Linked DNA regions of Sus scrofa: region 1 is linked to region 2. The links are chromatin contacts, called in public promoter capture Hi-C maps. All regions are on one chromosome and are shown on one strand. Each heading gives the region's core, a stretch centred on a gene start, on an enhancer-like site or on the middle of the called end of the contact. The rest is flanking DNA. Distances are from core to core; before and after follow the strand shown. Region 1 holds the start of AHCYL2 (adenosylhomocysteinase 3). Region 2 holds the start of NRF1 (nuclear respiratory factor 1).

Region 1 (6,895 bases), core at 2,519-5,018, 300 kb before region 2:
TAAAACCCACGAAAGAAGTCACCATTCTTCAACAATTGGTGCAAAGATAAATTATATTTTTCCTATTTTTAATTTCTTACTTCTTAATTTATTGAGTTTAAAAAATTCTGCCAGTATGCTTTCATTTTTAAAGTATCATGTTTTTGGAATGTTCACTTTTTTTTTTTTTTTTTTGTCTTTTTAGGGCCACACCTGCAGCATATGGAGGTTCCCAGGCTAGGGGTCTAATCAGAGCTGTAGTCACTGGCCTAAACCACAGCCACAGCAATGTGGGATCCAAGCCTCATCTGTGACCTACACCACAGCCCACGGCTACGCTGGATCCTTAACCCACTGAGTAAGGACAGGGATCGAACCTGCTTCCTCATAGATGCTAGTCAGATTCGTTTCTGCTGAGCCACGATGGGAACTACATCATCCTGTTTCCATTACAGTGTTTTCATTTTTGGCCGTGCCTGCTGTTCCTCAGTAACAAAGATGGCAGAAGCAGCAGGTGTGTAGGATGGACCTGACAATGGGCAAGAATGTGCCCTGATGTTTGGCCTCAACCAGAGGATGGTGCCTGGATAAATAAAGGATGAATATCAGTTACTTTCCAGCACTTCAACTCCTTATGTTTTGTAACCACATCCCATTGAAGAATGAGTTCACCCCGTTGGTAATCAAGTCTAGCGGCCGTCCAGGTAGGCAGCTGCTGCCTATGAGCTTCGACACATGCCAGGTGGCTGTACCGCAGCTCCCTTGTGCATTAGGGGGAAGAATGAAATCAGTTATAGAGCTGCTAATCTCTTCTCCGACAGCTGGAGGATGAAGCTCTGAGCTGGTTCTTTGTAACAGGAAGGAAATTCTGAAAGCCAGACTGTGAAGAGAAAGCTTAAGAAGTTCTTGCGTCTGGTGGACTTGAGGGCTTTGTGGAAATGGCAGTGTTCAGATGCCTTCCAACTCATAGTGTGAGGCACAAATTTCGAAGGCAAGATAGAAAAGACTCCATTCAGGATAGTATACTCCACGAATGAACAAATTTCCTTTTTCTTTTCTTTCTTTTTTTTTTTCTTTTTAGGGCTGCATCCACAGCATGTAGAGGTTCCCAGGCTAGGGGTCACATTGGAGCTACAGCTGCCGGCCTACACCACAGCCACAGCAACACAGGATCCAAGCCACGTCTGCGACCCCCACCACAGCTCATGGTAACACCAGATCTTTAACCCACTGAGCAAGGCCAGTGATCGAACTTGCAACCTCATGGTTCCTAGTCGGATTCGTTTCTGCTGAGCCATGAAGGGAACTCCGAACAAATTTCCAAGACAGCAGTAGCTCAGGGAAGGAGACCAAGGCAGGTGGTTTCTCCCTTTCCTTCTTACCAGGGAAAAAATATTCCAAAGACTAGATGTTCAGTGGCCTTCTGGGCTTGTCAGGGCCATCACTTACTTTATGAACAACCAGAAACTCTAAGGTCCTCTTTGCCTCAGTTTCTCTGAGAATAAAGAAGAAATGACCTAGCCCATAATCTGTCACCCAGAGGCAATTGCATTTTAATGTACTGTTTTTATTCAAGTATTATTTACATAGCTAAAATCTAATAGGAGTTCCCATGGTGGCTCAGTGGGTTACGACCCCGACTAGTATCCATGAAGACAAAGGTTCAATCCCTGGCCCTACTCAGTGGGTTAAGTTGATTGCTGTGAGCTGTGGTATACAGGTCACAGATGTGGCTCAGATCTGGTGTGGCTGTGGCTGTGGTGTAGGCCGGGAGCTGTAGTTCCAATGTGACTCTTACCCTGGGAATTTTCAGATGCTTCAGGCATGCCCTAAAAAAGAAAGAAAACAAAATCAAATAAAATATGCTAATTTATTTAGCTCACTATTTTATCATAAGTATTTATTTCCCTTCATCACTGAAAAAAAGTTCTTAGCAAACTTAATTTTAAAGGCTATATAATCATTCCTCTGTTGTTGGACATTAGTTTCAGATACCTTTTCATTATTCAAAATAAATCTGCCATACAAGTCTTTGGGTTTACATCTTCAAAAAGAAATTAAAATAAATAAGTTTTAAGTTTTAAAATAATACAGAAAAGTACAAGGTAAAAAAAAAACACTTCACATCCCATCGCTTAAAACAATTGCTATTTATATTTTAGTTAATATTCTTCTCTGTTGATATATTTAATCCGAATTTCAATTATCTCCCTGGAACCCAGCAAGACTCTGCAAGGCCCTCCCTGTCTGCTGTTTGTATATATATAAAAAAAAAAAAAAAAGGCTTTAGGAGTTCCCTTGTGGCACAATGTTAAGTACCTGATGGTGTCACTGCAGTGGCCAGGGTCACTGCTCTGGCCCACTTTGAACTCTGGCCCAGGAACTAACCACCACATGCCTCAGGCATGGCAAAAAAAAAAAAAAAACCAAAACAAACTAACAAAAAACCCAAAGGGCTTTAGTTTCCCAGGCCTTCCCCAAGTTCCAAAGAGCAAGCTGAAGATGTCAGCAGGACAATAGCATCACAGGACTCCTTGTTCCTCCTGAAGGGATATAGATAACAATCTGATGTGTGTCTGAGTTCTACTAAAACTAAGACCCCTACCCAGGAGGAAAATGGTGACCACATGTTGACCACAAGCAATAGGCCGGTTGGAACCAGAAGGCTGAGATCCCAGAGATATATCACCTGGTTATGGCACCACCAACCCATTAGAATAAGATCACACACCCTGGAGCCCTCAACCCCAATTCTGCCTTAAAAACTTTTCCCTGAAAACTATGGGGGAGTTAGGGTTTTTTGAACTCCAGCTGCTGTTCTTCCTGGCACGCTGCAATAAACTTTCCTCTGCTCCAAACTCTGATGTTTCGATTTGTTTGGCCTCACCGTGCCACAGGCATACAAACTTGGGTTCTACAATATCCCTAGTAGAATTAATAGGGCAAAAGAATTGGCTTTGTTTAAGGCAATGGTTTTCATTCCTTAGTCTTGAAATTTTGACCTAGTGATACCTAACTTCTTTTTTAGACTGATACTAAACTCCAAGCCCAGAATGTGCCAGAAATTGCCACAACAGGCAATTAAAAACAGGACCATGTTATTCCTTCTAAAAACAAAGCCAGTAAAGGTGTGAGGTCCTAATTTCACGGACGCAGAAAAATTAAGTCACTTGATTAAGCCTGAGGCCAGCTCTCTCCCCACCGCTTTTCCTTTAAATGCCTGCTCACGTGATAGCAGAGGTGCACCCTAGGAAGAAATTTACACTGTCGGGGTAGAGTCAATCTTCCTCCACCTTCCCAAACTTAGGGTTTCTAGAGCTAGCTCCTCGGAAGCCGCAACTCCTCTGGAGACCTTCTCTTCCTCATGTTCTTCTTCATGTCACCTATCCTCACTTCTTTCTTTTAGTCGCCGGCGCTAAAGCTCCATCTCTGCTACAGAATCCCGCTTGCCGGAGGAAGGGCGACCGGGACTACAACCCCCAGGGGGCTTCGCGGGCCCCGCCCCCGGCGGCGCGCAGGGGTGGTCGGGGGCTGAGGTCCCACCGTCTCTTCGCCGCCTTCGGCCCAGAGCAAGCGCACTACAGGTTCCGTGGCACCACACGCGCGGGCAAGCCGGACGGAGCGGTCTGGGGCGGGGCGGGGCGGGGCGGGGCGAGGCGGGGCGGGGCGGGGCAGAGAGGGGAGGGAGAGGCCGGGGCCGGCGGGCGGGTGGGCAGGCGGAGGAAGTGGGTGGGAGCGGAGGCGATGGAGGGGAGGAGTGGGGGAATGGGGGAGGGAAGGGGAAGGGAGGCGGGAGGCGGGGCCGAGCTGGAGCTGGAGTCTGAGCCGGCGGTTGCAGTGGAGGCGGTGATGTCGGTGCAGGTCGTGTCGGCAGCGGCTGCCTCGAAGGTGCCTGAGGTGGAGCTGAAGGACCTGAGCCCTTCCGAGGCGGAGGCGCAGCTGGGACTGAGCACGGCGGCTGTGAGCGCCATGGCCCCTCCAGCAGGCGGTGGGGACCCTGAGGCTCCAGCTCCCGCGGCGGAGCGGCCCCCGGCCCCTGGCCCGGGATCGGGGCCCGCCGCGGCTCTCAGCCCCGCCGCTGGGAAAGTGCCTCAGGCGTCGGCCATGAAGCGGAGCGACCCTCATCACCAGCATCAGAGACACCGCGACGGCGGCGAGGCCCTGGTCAGCCCCGACGGCACCGTCACCGAGGCGCCGCGTACAGTCAAGAAGGTATTGGGGCCGGGCTGCCTCTGTCGGAGAGGGAGGGTAGGAGGGGGAACCGCAGATCCTCGCGGCGCGGCGCCACCCTCCACGCCCTCTCTTGTCATCGTAGAAGCCGAGAGATCCCTTTCGCCCTTAAATCCGCTCTCTCGGAGATGCCCCCTTCCTGGCCCCATGCTGAGGAGTGAAGACTCCAGGGGGTACGGCCGTACTTCGCTGGGAATAACATGGAGGTAGCGCTCTCGCCTACTACTTGGAATAGTAGGCTGGGAGAGGAGAGCCACCTAATCTTAGCCCTCGCTGAACTCCCCGACATGCTCCGTGTGTATGTTCCAGACTGTCGGGGAGAAGACCCCGATGGTGTAGAAAAACCTCACTGCTTATGAGAGTTCACTCAGCAGTAAGGGTTCTCTCTTGGAAGAACGAGTAAGGAGTAGTTACCTCGCTCTGAGATCCTCAGTTGTGTGGTTTCTGTGCAGATGATGACTTTCTGCCGTTCTTGTCCAACCACTTCCATCGAGCAGTACTGATGCTGTGCCCTTCATTCCAGATTCTGCGATCTCCTTACATCCTCTCTGAATGTAGAAGGGTAATGGACTCTCTTCACTCTTTTCTCTTCAGAGGTTTGTTCTCTCTGCCCAGTAGTTGGTCGCCACCAAGATTATTGTACTGTGTATGAAGAGGTGATTGTTTTATTAGGTCTTTCATTATGATCTGAAAGTGTTAGGAAGTGTTAGGAATGCTTCTCTTTTTGGGAAAAGCGATCACAGTGGGGTTTTCTGTCTCAGCTGTCAGTTTCTTCCAGACAGAGTTTTGAAGAAGAGCACCAAGGAGTAGGTGTGCCTAGATGTGTGATTTTAATACCCATCCCAGTATTATTTTTAGGATGGCTCTATCTATGGTGTGTTTCTCCTCTCATAAAGCTAAGTCAGTACAGGAAAAAAAAAGGGGGAAATATTGCAAAAACAGCAATGTGGATCACATCAAAAGGGATGATTGCTCTAATTTCTGAGGCATGATGTGAACATGGTGATTTATGGTTTTTTTGTTTTGTGAATGATTTTTAATTGCTTTATCAGAACATTGAGAAAATGATAACAGTCTGCATTGGTTTCACTGTGTGGGACTCAGCTGAAGTGGAACCTTGGATCCAGCCTAACTTTTCTTATAACTGCCTCATTATTAAGGTATAGAGCAGAGAACCCTTTCATTCGAATTACCCAAATATAGATGATCAGACAGTGTCAGAGGCAAGAGTGAAAGCTGTGTTTAATGATGCTTTAGGACATTGTCTTCACATTTGCATTATGAATCTCCCATGGGAGGAGCTATAGGAGGAAAGAGGGGCAGCACAGGCACCAGTGCTGGTAGTACCTAGATTCGAGTCTGGAAATCTGAAACACGTTTGTAAACCAGTCAAGCTGCTTTATAACTTTGGCCAGATCCTGTGATTAAGGGTCTTTTTGTGTAAACTCTGTATTTTGGTAAGAGTGTTTGACAAATTGCCTTTAGAACATGGGATTTACAGTCAGGCAGACCTGAGTTCGAATCCTAGTACCCCCACTAACTAGGTTTTGGGTAATTTCCAAATTCTCTAAATCTTAGTTTTCTCTTTTATAAAATGAAGTTACTAGTACGAGTGAAGATTAGAAGTATTTGTAGAGGGCTTTGGCATTGAACTTGGCACATACTGTGAGGGCTTCAGAAATAATAGCTATTATGGAGAATTGATTTTGTTTTTTCCCTCCTCTCATCATGTTAAATGCATGCCATCATGGCTTCCTTTGAAAGGTACACACAATTCAATAGATTCTACATAAAGAAGTGAAAAAAATCACAGGCCAGCGTGTCAGTCTGTTTTTCCTAATTCAGGTTGTGTTTCTTAACCATTTTCCTTGTTGCTGAACCACCTTCCTGTTTTTCCAGCATCAAAATGTAGGTTCCATGATTCTAGATTTACTCAGCAGCCCCAAGGCTGTGGAAGACAGGGCTGAGCTTGCCTTACAATGTTAATTGCAACCAAAAAACAGTTTCTCTATTGGAAGTTAAGCAGGCTAAGCTCTGGGGAAGGATGCAGCTGTGTGACACAACTAATAAAAGGCATTACTGAGCTGCTTTTAGGGGGCAGAATCTTTAACTTTCTTGGTATTGAATAAGTTATATTAAAACAAGTGCATGAGACTGACCTTTCTCCAAGTTGAAAGTCACCTCCCCAAGGGACTGCAGTGTGACATTTCGATTTGTTGAAACTTTCCTGGCTTTTAGTTTATTTAAATAATCATTCTGACCTTGACTTCCTTCTCCTTTTATTTTAGTGTAGGGAAGGACTGTAGGTACTTAGACTTGAAATAGCTGCCTTTGGCTATGTAATTGGTGACTGTTGCTTTTATTTTTAACTGTCACATACAAGCTTATTTATCTTAAGTTTATTTCCATTGATGGTGTCTGTAACTCCATTTGTGTATCTGTGATCAGTTTTCTTCGCACTGTTACTCTGCTCAGTCACACAAGGGAAATAAACTTTTTACAAGAGCCAGAATTCCCAAGTGCAACGGTTAATAAGAGTGAACATATGGTATGCAGGTTACTCAGTCCCATCTTATCTTTGGCATCTACCTCCGCCCTGTAACTTGTGGTGCTCTGGGCACCAGATCTTGTCATTGTGACTGTCATATATTTGTATATATATTATTTCTTCATAAGTGAACTCAGC
Region 2 (6,452 bases), core at 1,965-4,464:
TCTCCCTTGTGCAAAACATAATCACTGTAACTTTGTTGCAATATAGTTTTTCTTTAATTTGTTATGGTAGATTTTTCTGCCTTTTTTCTGAGATTGATTCTAGAATCTCAGGTTATTTTTAGCCTTTTGGACAGATCAACTAAGGTTCCCAGGCTCCCTTGTCTTAGGTAAGTGCAGTGGCCCTCTGAATCCACAGGTTCTACATCTGTGGATTCAACCAATAGTAGATCGAAAACATTTGAAAAAAATTTCAGAAATTTCCAAAAAGCAAAACTTGAATATGCCATGCACAGGGCACCTATTCACACTGCATTTACATTGTACTAACAACTATTTGCAGTGCATTTACGTTGTATTAGGTATTATAAGTAATCCAGAGGTGATTTAAAGTTCACAGGAGAATGGGAGGATGTGGGTGGGTTATATGCAAACCCTACATATGCCATTTTATATAAGGGGCTTGAGCATCTTCAGATTTTGGTTATCCGTGGGGGTCCTGGAACCATTGGGTACTGAGGTCTGAAGGCTGTCTGTAATTCGTATTTCCGAGGAGGGTAGAAACAGAGGTCTCCCGCTATTTAAGGTCTACTGTGAAACTGGCCTTGCATGAGATGCTGGCCAAAATCCCTGCCCTCACAGGATTGTGGAGGATACATGACTGGAGAAGTACTGTGCAGAAAGAGTAATGCAGTGCTTTCAGTCTTTTTGCAACTGTAATCCCAAAATAAAGGCATTTTATAGCATGATCTAGCATAAACATACACATCTACATACATATATTTATATATCTGAAATAAGAATTTCATAGAACAAGAGTGTTACTAAGTTTGATGTTCTCTGATATTTTCTATTTCTTTTATGAAATGTTGGTCATGACTCACTAAGTTAATTCTGTGCTTCATCAGTGGGTTTCAACCTACAGTCTGAAAAAAGCTGGTAATGGTTAAGAGCACAATTCTGAGGTCAGGCTGATGGCTTTCAGGTCTGGCTCCACCTTTTACTATCTGAGTTTGAGCAAGCAATTTCTGCATACCCAGGTTTCTCCATCAGCAAAATGAGAAAATAATAATAGCAGTACCCATTTCATCAACTCCACTTGAGAATTAAATAAAAGAGATAATGTGTGTAAAGGACTTAAAATAGGGCCTGACACATTGTGAGGGCTCAATAAACATAGGTGGTAAGTAGTGGGTGTGATGATGGAAGGGGGAAATGAGGGAATGTTTCCTCGAAGGGACCTTAAGGAGTAGTTAGGATTTATTCATGTGCAGGTTTAAGCAGATGAATGGAAGGAGTAGAGAGAGAAGTTCTGTGCAGAGAGCAGCCCTTACACGAGTTATTAGCTGGGAGAACTTCCTGTCTTATGTGACCCGCCAGCTTCCCAGTTCAACTGTAGCCTGAGGGAGAAGTCTATGACAGTTGAGGGTAGAGATGGCAGCAGGGGGTGAGATTAGGAAGGGCCCTGAAGGCACCTCAAAGTATTTTAGACTAACTTATGCATAACCAAATGTTATTAAGGCTGTTAAGGAGAGAAATGACATGGTTTACTTTTTTTGAAAGATCATTCAAGCTGGAGGGTGAATGGATTGCAGAGGGCAAATCCTGTGACAGGGAGACCATGAAGGGTCTATTGCAGCTTCCTGATGAGAGATGACAGTTACCTGGACCACAGTAAAAATGACAGGGAACACCTATTTTAAAAGATCTAACCAGGAGTTCCTGTCATGGCTCAGTGGTCAACGAATCCGACTAGGAACCATGAGGTTGCCGGTTTGGTCCCTGGCCTTGCTCAGTGGGTTAAGGATCCAGCATTGCTGTGAGCTGTGGTGTAGGTTGCAGACGTGGCTCGGATCCCACATTGCTGTGGCTGTGGTGTAGGCCAGTGGCCACAGCTCCAATTAGACCCCTAGCCTGGGAACCTCCATATGCTGCGGGAGCAGCCCTAGAAAAGGCAAAAAGACAAAAAGACAAAAAAAAAAAAAAAAAAAAAAAAAAAAATCTAACCAGATAAGGCACTTGAGAGAGGAAGGAGTGATGGATCATTTGTAGGTTGCTGGCTTGAGCACTTAGGTGGTAAGTGGGGATACTCAGTCACTTTCTTAGAAACACTGCATAAAAAGACGTGTTTTTAGTTATGTTGACTTTTGAGGTAAATGGAATATTGTTGAAAACTAAGGTGTCCTGGTCTTGTTAAACTGTTTTTTGACATCCTTTGAGATATTTCGTAATTCCCTAAAGCACCGGTTCTTAAATTATGGTATGCATGGCAATCACCGGGAGAATACTGTGTATTTGGGGATGGGGTGGGGTGAGAGGGGGAGTGTTAAAAATGTGGGTTCCTGGGCTAAGAAACCAGGATTTTGGAGACACCCTTTGGAGCCCAATATTTAAATCAGCCTGAGTGACTCTGATGCAGGTGATCTCCGCACAATTTAAAAAACAATGTTGTGATGATCATTGTACAACTATAAATGTAATAAAATTCATTGAGTAATTAAAAAAAAAAAACTAACAAAAACTACCTCTCCCGAGTCTCTAACATTAGTTTTTCTACTACTCTACACCCCTCCCTACTTCTCAGGCATGGGGGTTCCTATTGCCTCTGGCTTCCTCCACTTATCATATAAGCTCTGAGTTCGTCTTCCTAAGAGGCGTACCTCCAGCGCGCCCAGAACAATATGCGGCACAGAAAGGGCCCTCTGGAAATATTCACCGGCCGAATGAATGAGCGAAAACAATGTATTGCTTTGCACAAAAACTTTTGCTTTTAAATACCTAGGCAGGGTTTGAAAGAGGGAGGCAAAGGTCATTCCAAAGAGAGGGTGAGGATGCGAATGGCAAGGCAGCGCCGACAAAAAGGCGGGGAAGCCCCCTCTCCGGTTGTCTAGGAACCCTCTGGAGGTCCTAATTCCCGGGGGTGGGGGGGCGAGAAATGTGACTATTTCCAGATTAGCAACCATCTTGGGCCGCCCGCGTTATTTCTCCGGGGCGTCCACAGAAGAATAACGCAGCCCCTTCCGTGATTCCAACCCCATCCAAGCCTCGGAAGGGCAAAGTGAACAGGCGGAGGCCACAGGGGGCGACGGGGGCCGGAGCCCGAACCCCTCCGGGAAGCCCCGCCAAGGCAGCGCCGACCTCCCCATCATGGCGGCTGCCGGGCGGGGAAGCCTAGCCCGTGCGTCGCGTGCGTGCCTCCTCTCCCTCCCCTCCCCTCCTCGGCGGCGGCGGCGGCGGCGGCGGCGGCTTAGGCGGCAGCGCTCGCCATTGCCGCTGGTGGCAGGAGGCTGCGAGGAGCCGGCGCGGTCGCAGTCTCCACGGCGCAGGCCCACGGTAGCGCAGCCGCTCTGAGGTGAGTGCCCTACCGCGCAATCTCCAGCTATTTCAGCCCCGGCGCAGCCGCAACACGCCGCCCGCCCGCCGGCCGGCCGGCCCGCCCCGCAGCCGGCACCCTGCCGCCCCCGGCTCCAGGCCTGGGCCCCCGCCGGATTCGGCCCGCCTCGGGCGGGGGGCCCCGGCCCGGCCCAGTCAAACCGCCACCCCGAGGATGCGCAGGCCGCACTAGGCCCCAGGCGTCCTGGCGGGCTCGGGAGGGAGGCGCTGCCCTCCCGAGAGCCCCAGGGTTCCGGCCTCCCCCGCCGCCTGAGGCTCTCGGGGCCGCGGCCTCCTGTCCGCCGTGGAACCTGGGGCCCGGGCTCGGCCTTCCCGCGGGTTCGGGAGCGAGAGGCCCGGGAGCGCGCCGGCCTGGGAGCGGGAGGTGGGCGGGCTGCGCGGGACCGGAGCCGCAGCTCCCAGCTCGCCTCTTCTGCCCTTCTCGGGTCTGGTCCGCGGGCGGCGCGGCGGGTTGGGCCGGGGCGCGGGAGTCGCTGTCTCCTGCGGGAGAGGAGGTTGGCTCTTTGGGCGACCTCCGAAGCTTCTCCCTCCGGGGTGGCGTGGGCTCGTTACCCAGGTAGACTGGGGGACGCTGGAATATGGCGCGTTGCCCACCTTCTTGCAAGTTAGGAGGCGGCAGCGGCGGCTGTTCCAGAAGGAGGGCGCAAAATCCTTTTGTACGCAGAAATAAGGAGCGACATTGTGTTTTCTTCTCCAGCTGAGATGCTGCCGGTGGAGGGGCCTCTGTTCTTTTTAGGCTTAGGGTGGTGGTCCCCTGGGTGAGGGACAAGGGGGAGTGGCGCGACCCCGGAAAGGTACCGGACCTTTGCCACTGGAAAGGCAGGGGCTCTAGAAGTCCTTGTGCATGGGTATTATCCCACATCCCCAGTCTTTCAGGGGAACTCAAGGGTTTGCCCTTGCATGTTACCCGCTTAACTGGGCAATGATGTCCACCGCCTCTCTCACCTGTTGTGTCGTTGCTTCTGGTCACAAAGTTTCCACAGTGCATCTGACTGTGCCCATCAAAACTTGAGGTTGTTTAAAAATCTTAATTTTTTTTAGGGCTTCAAATGATATCTGGCCAAGCCATTTGGAGGAGCTGTTGCCTGGTCTCCTTTCTTAAGCATTAGATTAGAATATATTAATTGCTTACTTGAGAGCTGGTGTTGGTCGTGTTTAATTCTTTCAGAGCAAAATTCGCATTTTCCCAAGTGTGTAGAAACAATGTATTGGGAAATTCTTAAGATAAAAGGTGAGCGAGCCTGTCAACTCGGACAGTGCTGCAGGAGAGTGGGCATGCTCATCTTGTACCTTTTGTCCCAGGGAGGGCATCATAGGAGGGGTCACAGCTCACAGTGATCTTTTCCCCATTTTGTCTCCATCCAGCTTTTAAAAAATTCCTTTTCCTTTGGCCTTAAACAGTAAGTTATTGGGTTGTTCCTCACTCCAGGAGGGGGGGTGGGAAGGGAGGCGGCTTAGAAATGCTGGGTTCTTTTTCTTTTTTTTTCTTCCCTTAATTGGGTAGTAGTAGCCTGACTCCCTAAGATTGTATTTGAAAGTTCTTGATGTGTCATCCCATAGGTGGTGAAAATATGGCTAGTTCTGTCTGTGCGTCTGAGTGTAATTTCCTTATTCTATGAGTGCAAAAACAAACATAACAATTACCATATGTAATGTAGAATACTTATTTTTAACTTGGGTCTAAAATTGTGCAGAAATTTTTGCTTAGGAGTCAGTGCTCATATTTTCATTTGAGGGATGGCGGGAAGGGTTTCTTATTCCCAAGCCAGGAGTTTTCATGGAAATAGTTTTCTTGCCAGGTTTTAAGGAAATTAAGTTCTGAATTTAAGGAAGTAACTATAGGAGTAGGATATAATGAGGACCCTTGTCTAGATACAGAGGAAATTAAAAAGAGAAAGGATTTCGGGTTTCCATCCCAATTCATGTATATTCCAACGGAACCCAAAATTGTAGGGTTTTTTGGTTTTATTAAATCACAGTTATATATCTATCTCTGATTTTTTAGGGAGCTAACGACCAACTTCCCATGATTTATTTACATTGCCTGTACATGATAGGTTCAAGCAGTATTCAGGAAGTATTTTATGTGAAATAATAAAAATGGGTGACTTTTAAGGGAAATTCAAGGTCCTTGTGGTCTGGGGTTATTTTTTTTTTTTTTTTTTTTTTTTTTTGTCTTTTGTTGTTGTTGTTGCTATTTCTTGGGCCGCTCCTGCGGCATATGGAGGTTCCCAGGCTAGGGGTCGAATCGGAGCTGTAGCCACCGGCCTACACCAGAGCCACAGCAACGCAGGATCCGAGCCGTGTCTGCAACCTACACCACAGCTCACGGCAACGCCGGATCGTTAACCCACTGAGCAAGGGCAGGGACCGAACCCGCAACCTCATGGTTCCTAGTCGGATTCGTTAACCACTGCGCCACGACGGGAACTCCCTGGGGTTAATTTTTAATACCTCTTATATGTAATAAAGCATTCAGTAAATGTTTGTTAAAGGGTAATAATGATAAACAGTAATTATTGAAATTTAAAAAAAATTTTTTACAAGTATTTGAAAAGACATGCTGATTTTTTGGTTTCTAGAAGGGACTATAAACTGTCAGCTTTTGGAAGGACACCCTACAGTCTCTGAAGAACAGGAAGTTATTGCATAGGTTCAACTTTTGTCATATATCTTTAGGCAAGCCCAGTCCTTTATGCTGCAGTGGGATTGTTCATCTACTGTAGTGCCACTCTGAAAAGTTGGAGGATAAGGGGAGAGGCCTCTGTGGGTTGTTGAGTCTCAGAAGTGTCTAACTCAAGAGTTTTGGTGTACTCTCTGGGTCTGTAATTCAGGAAATTTGATATTTAAATTTAGTTTATGTGTGACTGTGATGCTTATTAATACATATTTTAAAAGATTTGTAAAATCAATCTTACAGATAAGTACCAGTCTTTGATTTTGTAAAAAAAAAAATTCAAAAAATGTTTTGTATTGAAGGACATTTTCTGTTCTTTCATGTTTTCCTTGAGAGCTAAAGCTAGTGTTTTCAGCCTGAACTTACCCAGATAGAATTTTCCATC

The links. Promoter capture Hi-C pulls out the DNA fragments that hold promoters and counts their contacts.
Region 1: a contact with region 2 is called in a promoter capture Hi-C map of liver, with 2.8 times the contacts expected there. The contact joins the promoter of AHCYL2 here to the promoter of NRF1 in region 2. A contact is called at or near these places in 1 of 5 promoter capture datasets (liver), 1 of 47 Hi-C or Micro-C datasets (embryonic fibroblasts) and 1 of 2 datasets of contacts at active chromatin or transcription factors (alveolar macrophages).

The regions. Positions count from the first base shown.
Region 1 is chr18:19,438,712-19,445,606 of Sscrofa11.1, reverse strand. It overlaps AHCYL2 (adenosylhomocysteinase 3), which reads left to right and starts at 3,768. Exons shown (of 17, transcript XM_005657758.2): 1 at 3,768-4,191. The coding sequence starts at 3,829.
Region 2 is chr18:19,139,440-19,145,891 of Sscrofa11.1, reverse strand. It overlaps NRF1 (nuclear respiratory factor 1), which reads left to right and starts at 3,214. Exons shown (of 11, transcript XM_021078993.1): 1 at 3,214-3,349.